2 separate regions of the Danio rerio genome follow, and region 2 is linked to region 1. Evidence: chromatin contacts called from public Micro-C data. All regions are on one chromosome and are shown on one strand. The core of a region is the stretch at or near the end of the contact, and the rest is flanking DNA. Distances in the headings are between cores, read along the strand shown.

What was found. A called contact is a pair of places that touch in the nucleus more often than the background predicts.
Region 2: a Micro-C map of caudal fin shows a contact between it and region 1, with 2.4 times the contacts expected there. The contact joins the promoter of tgfb5 here to the enhancer-like site in region 1. A contact is called at or near these places in 1 of 18 Hi-C or Micro-C datasets (caudal fin) and 1 of 4 datasets of contacts at active chromatin or transcription factors (caudal fin).

The regions. Positions count from the first base shown.
Region 1 is chr14:9,307,915-9,311,538 of GRCz12tu, reverse strand. All of the region lies in intron 10 of kcnk4a (potassium channel, subfamily K, member 4a), which reads right to left. Among named protein-coding and RNA genes, the nearest start is that of kcnk4a, 33 kb to the right of the region's middle. Within about 2 kb of position 1,583, at least 6 of the 62 cell types and tissues checked have an H3K27ac peak or open chromatin away from gene starts, as enhancers often do. A contact at or near this core is called in caudal fin, where this site is marked.
Region 2 is chr14:9,347,668-9,351,291 of GRCz12tu, reverse strand. tgfb5 (transforming growth factor, beta 5) reads left to right here and starts at 1,922. Exons shown (of 7, transcript XM_021481114.3): 1 at 1,922-2,327. The coding sequence starts at 1,979.

The sequences.
Region 1 (3,624 bases), core at 334-2,833:
TAAGTTTGTGCTTATAAGTCTTTAAACACTACATTCTCTGTGATGTCGTAATCACCATATTGCTTTCCAGGTCCTCTTATTTGATTTGATGTTTCGACCATCCTATTTTTTTCCGTAACCTAGTGACAACCAGTACAGCGATGAAACAGCAACATGGCGGCAACATCAAATTATAAGGCTAAAAGAAAAAGTCTGTTTCTGACGTCCTGGAAGCAGACATTTACATGTGAACAACGCAACTAAAAAATGAAGTGATGTTTTGCACAGTTTGCCATCAGTTTGATAAGTCAGCCACCTTTTGTTAAATAATTTCGAACCGCAATAAAATACCTCATTTTCCTCTGCTCTTTTTGTTTGCAAAACACTTTTAACATTTGTTAGGTATTGAAATTGTAGAGTCACAGACTTTGTTGACACATTGTTTAAAATATGTGGCTTAAAAAATAGCTATTAACTTCCCTTTTTTTTTTTTTTTTGGTGGGGCCTGTAAAATTTTGGCAGGGCAAGTAAAAATCTAAACCACTGGCCTGATCGGACCAGTAGAAAAACTCCTTAGCGTTGAACCCTGAGAAGGTATCAAAAATTACCAAAATCTAGTTTTGCTCAAGGTTTTTTTTTTCTCTAATGTCTCATTTAAGAGGGCGACAGGGTGGCTCAAAGGTTAGCACTTTCACCTCACAGCAAGAAGGTCTCTGGTTCAAGTCCCAGCCCCAGTTGGCATTTCTGCATGAGTGTTTGCATGTTCTCCCTGTGTTTGCATGGGTTTTTTTAAGGTGCTCCGGTTTCCCCCCACAGTCAAAACACATGCGCTATAGGTGAATCGAATAAACTAAATTGGCCGTAGGGTATGAGTGTGCTTCCCAGTACTGGGTTGCAGCTGGAAGAGCATCTGCTGTGTAAAACATATACTGGATAAGTTGGCGGTTCATTCTGCTGTGGTGACCCCTGATGAATAAAGGGACTAAGCTGAAAAATGAATGAATATAAGTGCAACCATCCCAAGTCTCCTGGAATTATCATTCATTTGCGGGCATCCAGGTGTCTCTATGCATTTGCGGGAGACTCACGGATGCCTGCAAATGAATAATAATCACCCTAAAGCTGCACGCCTTCCTCCTGGTTCTCAAATACGTCACACAGCCCTCTCCACCGCATCACTCCCGCTCTTCAGACACATCGCACAACATCCCCTCCATCTCCTGCAAATCATCTCTGTTTCCCCCGGAAGTGACTTTTCCAAACTTGGAATGTCTGTGAATGAATCTCATAAAATTTTTTTTAAATAATATTTCATGTTTCAGATATATGTAATTGATGAAATATGCTTTAATAAACTGTTCTTTCATTTTAATCTCGACTGTATACAACAAATACCTAAAGCAGTTTTCCTGTTTCTCCAAACACAGTATCAGGACACACCACAAAACCAACTGCAGGTTTTCTCGCTGCCCACTTCTAAAGTAAGACATTTCCGCTCAGAAATCAATTTCAGTCACGCTCAGGTTACAAAATGAACGGCTTCCGGTTTCAGACATTGATGCGGCGGGTGTAGAAGTCGTGTTAGGTGGGGCTGAAGTGCAGAGGTAGAATTTGGAAGCCCTGCGGAAAAGCTCCTCTGTAAACCACCACCATGTGTTTGTCCTCGTCCCTCTAAATACCCCCTTCACTCTGCAACCGGCATTTATCCCCACAGCCAGGGCCTTACAAAAGCCATTCCTGGAGCTGTCTCACGCTGGGACATATCGTTACTCGCTCTTTCACTCGTTCGCCTCGTCTTCCCACACCAAGGGCTTTTAAAATCTCATCCAGCTCCTGCTGCGCGAGCTCCTCAGCGAAATTGCTTGTTTTCTGTAAACAAATCTGTTTGTGCGCATGCTGTAAAATGTGTCTGGGTAGGTAGATGCTTAGATGTACTCTCTGTAAATGTGTTTTCAGAAGGAGTCTGTGTGTGAGCTGGAGTGTAAATATAACATTTATACTAACACCAGAGTAATATAAACAGTCTCTTTTATGTAGAATAAAGCATGTAAGATATTTGCCCTCGTCAGATGACCACAAGAGGGAGCCTGCTTCATAGGTTAGTGTTAACCAGCCAAAGATTGAAAATCTGGTTAGCCTCTGCTGGTAGATGCTGTAACTACAGCCTCCATCCAGAAACATCTTTCCATTATAGAGTAGCAAATATGGAAAACAATAAAAAAAATCATATTTAATAAATTATTTAAAAAAAAATGTTTGCTGTATATTTCAAATTTCTTTTATATGAATTTAACTGTTCAATAAAAGAAGCATCGCAACAGCATCTGCTGTTTCTGTATTCATTACAATCAAATTATTTGATTCTAGAGCTCAATATATAGTTTCAACATCGATATCGCAATGTGATCATTCGCAATAGTCACATCGCAGGATATGCATGTTGAGAATATAATTTATTTATCCTTATTTGTTTTTAATGTCTGTGATTGTATAATGTTTTTAAAAACATTTAGGTGTAAGAAATTGTACTGTTTGTAACCTTAATCAGGGACATGCAGAGACCTTTAAGGGGCAGGGGCTCAAAAAAGGGCACTATTTATTAAATAATAATAATAATAATAATTGTACTTTAATAACTAAAATATATTGAAGGATATTTCAACCTAAATTCATGGATAGTTCATTCAAAACTGAAAATTCAGTCACCATTTACTCACATTTCACTTGTTCCGACCTACAGTATTTGACTTTTTCTTTTGTTGATCACACAAAATAATATTTTAAAGAAAGTAGGAAACCTGTAACCATTGACTTTCAAAGTTTTGTTTTTCCTACGCTTTTTTTTTTAAATATCTTTTTTGATCTTTTTATTTATTTAGTGTTTGACAAAATAAAAAAAACAAAGATTTGAAACCACTTTAAGGTGATTAAATTAATTTTTTTTGGGTGAACTACCCCTTTTCAATAAATTTTTTGTCTTTCAGTTTTTTTTTTTTTTTTTTTTTTGCTGAACAAAATACAATATTTTGAAGAATGTGACACTGATAGCCACTGACTTCCATAGCTAGCCTATATGTACATGTTTTATAGCTTCAATTAACATATATTCTGAATAAATGACTATCAGCTGTCGTTTTTCAGTTAAATTAGCCTGTATGCTTATGGTATTGCCCTGGCTAAACTTTAGCTAGCTTATTATTACATAGTTGTTAATCAGGAGGATGTTAGCAACACAAAATAGACTATTTGCTTTTGAACTTTTGGATAATAACTTTAAATTTGAGCTTCAGGTAGTCTTAGTCGTTACTCACCTCCACCAAGAGGCGACACTCAATAGAACGTTCCATTGCAACAGCAGCGCCCAGCAACAGCCCCGGATTCCCGCATTTTGGAGTGAAAGCGATCGGTTGTGCATTTGATCTCATTGCTGTTGCGATGGCGAGCAGCTGCTTTGTTTTTTATTTATTTATTTAAAAAGTGCATTAAAGCAGAGATACAACCTGAAAGACAATACAGCACTTCCTATCACAATCATCAACACTTTTAATAGTTTATTTTACAGACTTATAATATGCTGTTGTTCTATTGAAATTTTCATTCCAAAATGGCCACCGCACCATCTAGTGGCTGTTTACCATATTGCAC
Region 2 (3,624 bases), core at 673-3,172, 39 kb before region 1:
TAGTGAAGGTATGCTAGTAAGTTTCATAAGACTTTTTGACATGGTTATGCAGAGGCTGACATTAGTTTCTGCTGTGTTTTCATATAGATTCAAATATCAAAATGCAACTCTAAATACATCTCTGTTGGTCAGTTTTGACAAGTTTAATTAACATTTAGCCATAACACGATTCAGGAGAAGCAAACTAAGTTACTGTAGTGGCATAAAGATAACTCACTCCTTCTAGCTAAAATAAACCACTATTTTAATTAAAAAGATTGTCATTTAGCAAGAAATACTTCATTTGTTTTAAAAACAACTGACAACCAAAGGAAGCTTGGGATATAAAGTTAGTCCTACATGCAATGTTTTAAGCACAAAACCCTGATCATGTCTCGCAATGCAACATCTGAACAACGTTTTAAGGTGTGAAACCATAATAATTTTGAATGCTTGAAATTTAGGCTATCTTGGAGATTATGTTTTGTCCTTAGCACTTGCCTCTTTTTGTCCTTCCCTCTCTCCCTCCCTTCCTCTCGCTCTCCCACACACAGCTGCTGTTTTCTTCCTCCTCTCCAAACTTTAGGAACTTGTTTTGTTGAAGAGATGTTTCTGGTCGCTCTGAAACTCAAAGGAGTTTTTCTTTTTAATTATAGCATACTTAAGTTCACACCTTCAAAGGCTCTCTTTGACGTCTGGCGTTTTTGGCCTTGTCATTTTTTCCCCTGCCTCCTTTGAAATGGATTACTCTTCGCACAAGATGTATTCTGGTATAGGCCAAGCCTAGACTAGCCTTTTCTCATCTTGTTTATATTAAATCCCGTTCAACTCTATGCCGCTGGAGGACAGTCAGTCTTTGTCATGGGATAATTTCATTTTCCTAAAGCAACTTCAAGAGCTTGATTGAACATTTGGATGGCAGACCTGCATCTTGACTCAAGGCAGAAAAAAAAAAAAAGAAATAAAATCTGACCTGATCTCTTATAGCTATCATGGGAAAGGAGCTGGAGAGTCACTTTGAAAGAAAGTACTAGCGGTCCTCACTAAAGCTCCAAGACAAACCACAAGAATTCTAAGCAGCACTTGGAGTTTCTCTCTGAATCATTGGATACCAGACGAGCATGAGGAACAGTTCTGTTTATTATCTTACCGGTAAATACTTAAAAGCCGGGGAAGCATAATGGAAAGGCTGTGTTTGTAGATTCAGATTAGTATTACTGGGATTGGATAATCATGGACTATATTATGCTTGCCATCACCACATGCACAGAAATCAGAATAACATCTAAAATTGGCATAACCTCAGATAGTTCATGCCAGGTGTAAATTACAGAGGATTTTGTTTACAGTTTAGACCATTAAAAGGGGAAAACGAACGGTTGTGGATCTTACTAAACTGTTTTAATTCAAATACATTATTTTTTGTGTTATCTTTACATTTTGGCGATACCAAAGTTTATCTTTATCATCCAAAAAGACGCTTAAAAAGGAAAATATTTGCCACTGAGGAGGTTACTATAGTAAACTAAAGTTTTAGCGACAACATAATTAGACACTTGTCTCACGACACAACGAGTATACAAACACTTATAAAAGCTGCATGTTGAAAATCGTGTCGTGGTTTACTGAAAGCCACGTCAAAATAATTGAAGTTACGTAAGTCCTACCTTAAAAGATTGCGCTTTGAATATTACCTTCAGGAAAGAAAGAAAAACCGATTAACTTAAAATAGCTTGTCATTAACACAGTGAGGTGCTTTGCGCAACCATCTTTTTATTATTCTGACCATAAGTAGTCTGTATGAGTGTAGGAAAACAAGTGTGTGAGAAGGTAAAAGCGCGTATCTGACAGCAGAGCTGCTCATTCACCTGGTGCACGCGGACGCGAGCAGCGCAGCCACGCACTTTGGGGTTTGTTCCATTGCTCAGTGCGCGCGCTCCCCGAAGACAACCCGGCGTTACATAGCTGCGCACCCGAGCCTCTCAGCTGTCAACCGACCATGTGGTTCATCAATCTGACTTTGCTCGTTCTCAAACTCTTTGCGTCTGCGGAAGGATTCTCCACGTGCCATTCCTACAACTTAGACGACCACAAGTCCAAAAGGATCGAGGCTGTGCGCGGGCAGATTTTGAGCAAGCTGCGCATTCGGAGTCCACCGGATCCCGAGGCGAGCCCGACACCGCAGCCTGTCCCGGCGGAGGTGATGCTGCTTTATAACAGCACGAAGGAGCTGCTGAAGGAGCGCGCGCGCCATGCGGAGGCCGCGTGCGAGCGGGAGAGCAGCGAGGAGGATTATTACGCCAAAGAGGTGCAGAGGGTCAACATGATGCCGCTGCGCACTGATACCAGTGAGTGATGATGCTGATGCCCACTTTAATGCTTGCATCATTCAAAGTAATGCGTGTGTGTGTATGAAAACCATTTATTGAAATGATTACTGTTGGGGATATTTTCATCCACTCTAGGGTGATTTTAGGTCTTAATTGGAAAAATCTGTTAATTAACCTTAGTCCTGATCAAAACTACTAAATTGGTTAGAAAATTTCAGGATTTATATCCCTTTAATTGCCAAATTAATAAATTATGTCACAAAATTACACATTTTCAATATAAAAAGTAATTGTGGACTGGATTTTTTTTGCTTTTTACCTATACGTCTTAGACATGCAAAACAACATTGCCTTTAATGCATTGTTTTTGACCCATTGACTTTCATTATAATCACATTTTTATGATTACAAAAACCATGACTCCATGTAATCATGCATTTTTAAGTGTTGGTGGTTTTCCCTGTTGGGAAGAGGTAAAATTAGTATTTTTTACTGTTAATCATCAGTTGGCACCATTAATAGTTAATAGTTGGTTTTGTTTTTGGATTTATGGAGCATAACAGCAAATCAAAGTGTGTGTGTGTGTGTGTGTGTGTGTGTGTGTGTGTGTGTGTGTGTGTGTGTGTGTGTGTGTGTGTGTGTGTGTGTGTGTGTGTGTGAGTGAGAGTGACTTTTGTGCACTTACCTTGAAGTTTCTGAGAAAATCTAAATCTGCATCTCAGCTCTCAGAACTACAAGGAGTAAATAAAAACAAAGACTGTGTTTTTATGCATCATCAAATGAGGTTATAATGAAAGTAAAAGGAGCAAAAATAGCCACCAACAGTAAATTAGGGAGAAAAATTTGAAATCCAACAATGCATCAAAGCCAATGTTGTTACTAATCATTGACATATTCAAGATAAAAGGTAAAAAAAAATTGTCCACAATTACCTTTTTATATTGAAATTATATGTCATTTTGTTTTCACCAAACTTTATCAATTAAAGAGTTAAAATCATGTTATTTTCTAAGCAAATTAGTAGTTTTGATAAAATGTATATATATATATATATATATATGAATGAGATGTTTTCAATCTGAACATAACAAAAGGGTAGTAAATTTGAACAGTGCACAAGGGTTAAGATATTTATATTTTACTCAGTACATGTTCATATTAAACTCTAAACATGAACATAGCCTAACACTGGTAGTGGCATGAATTATTTGACAAATATTGTTTCTTATGACCGTTATTAAGATTTACATTCAGCAATAACTGATATACACAGCTAAATTTCTTCAATATTAACTGCATGATTATTAAATAACAA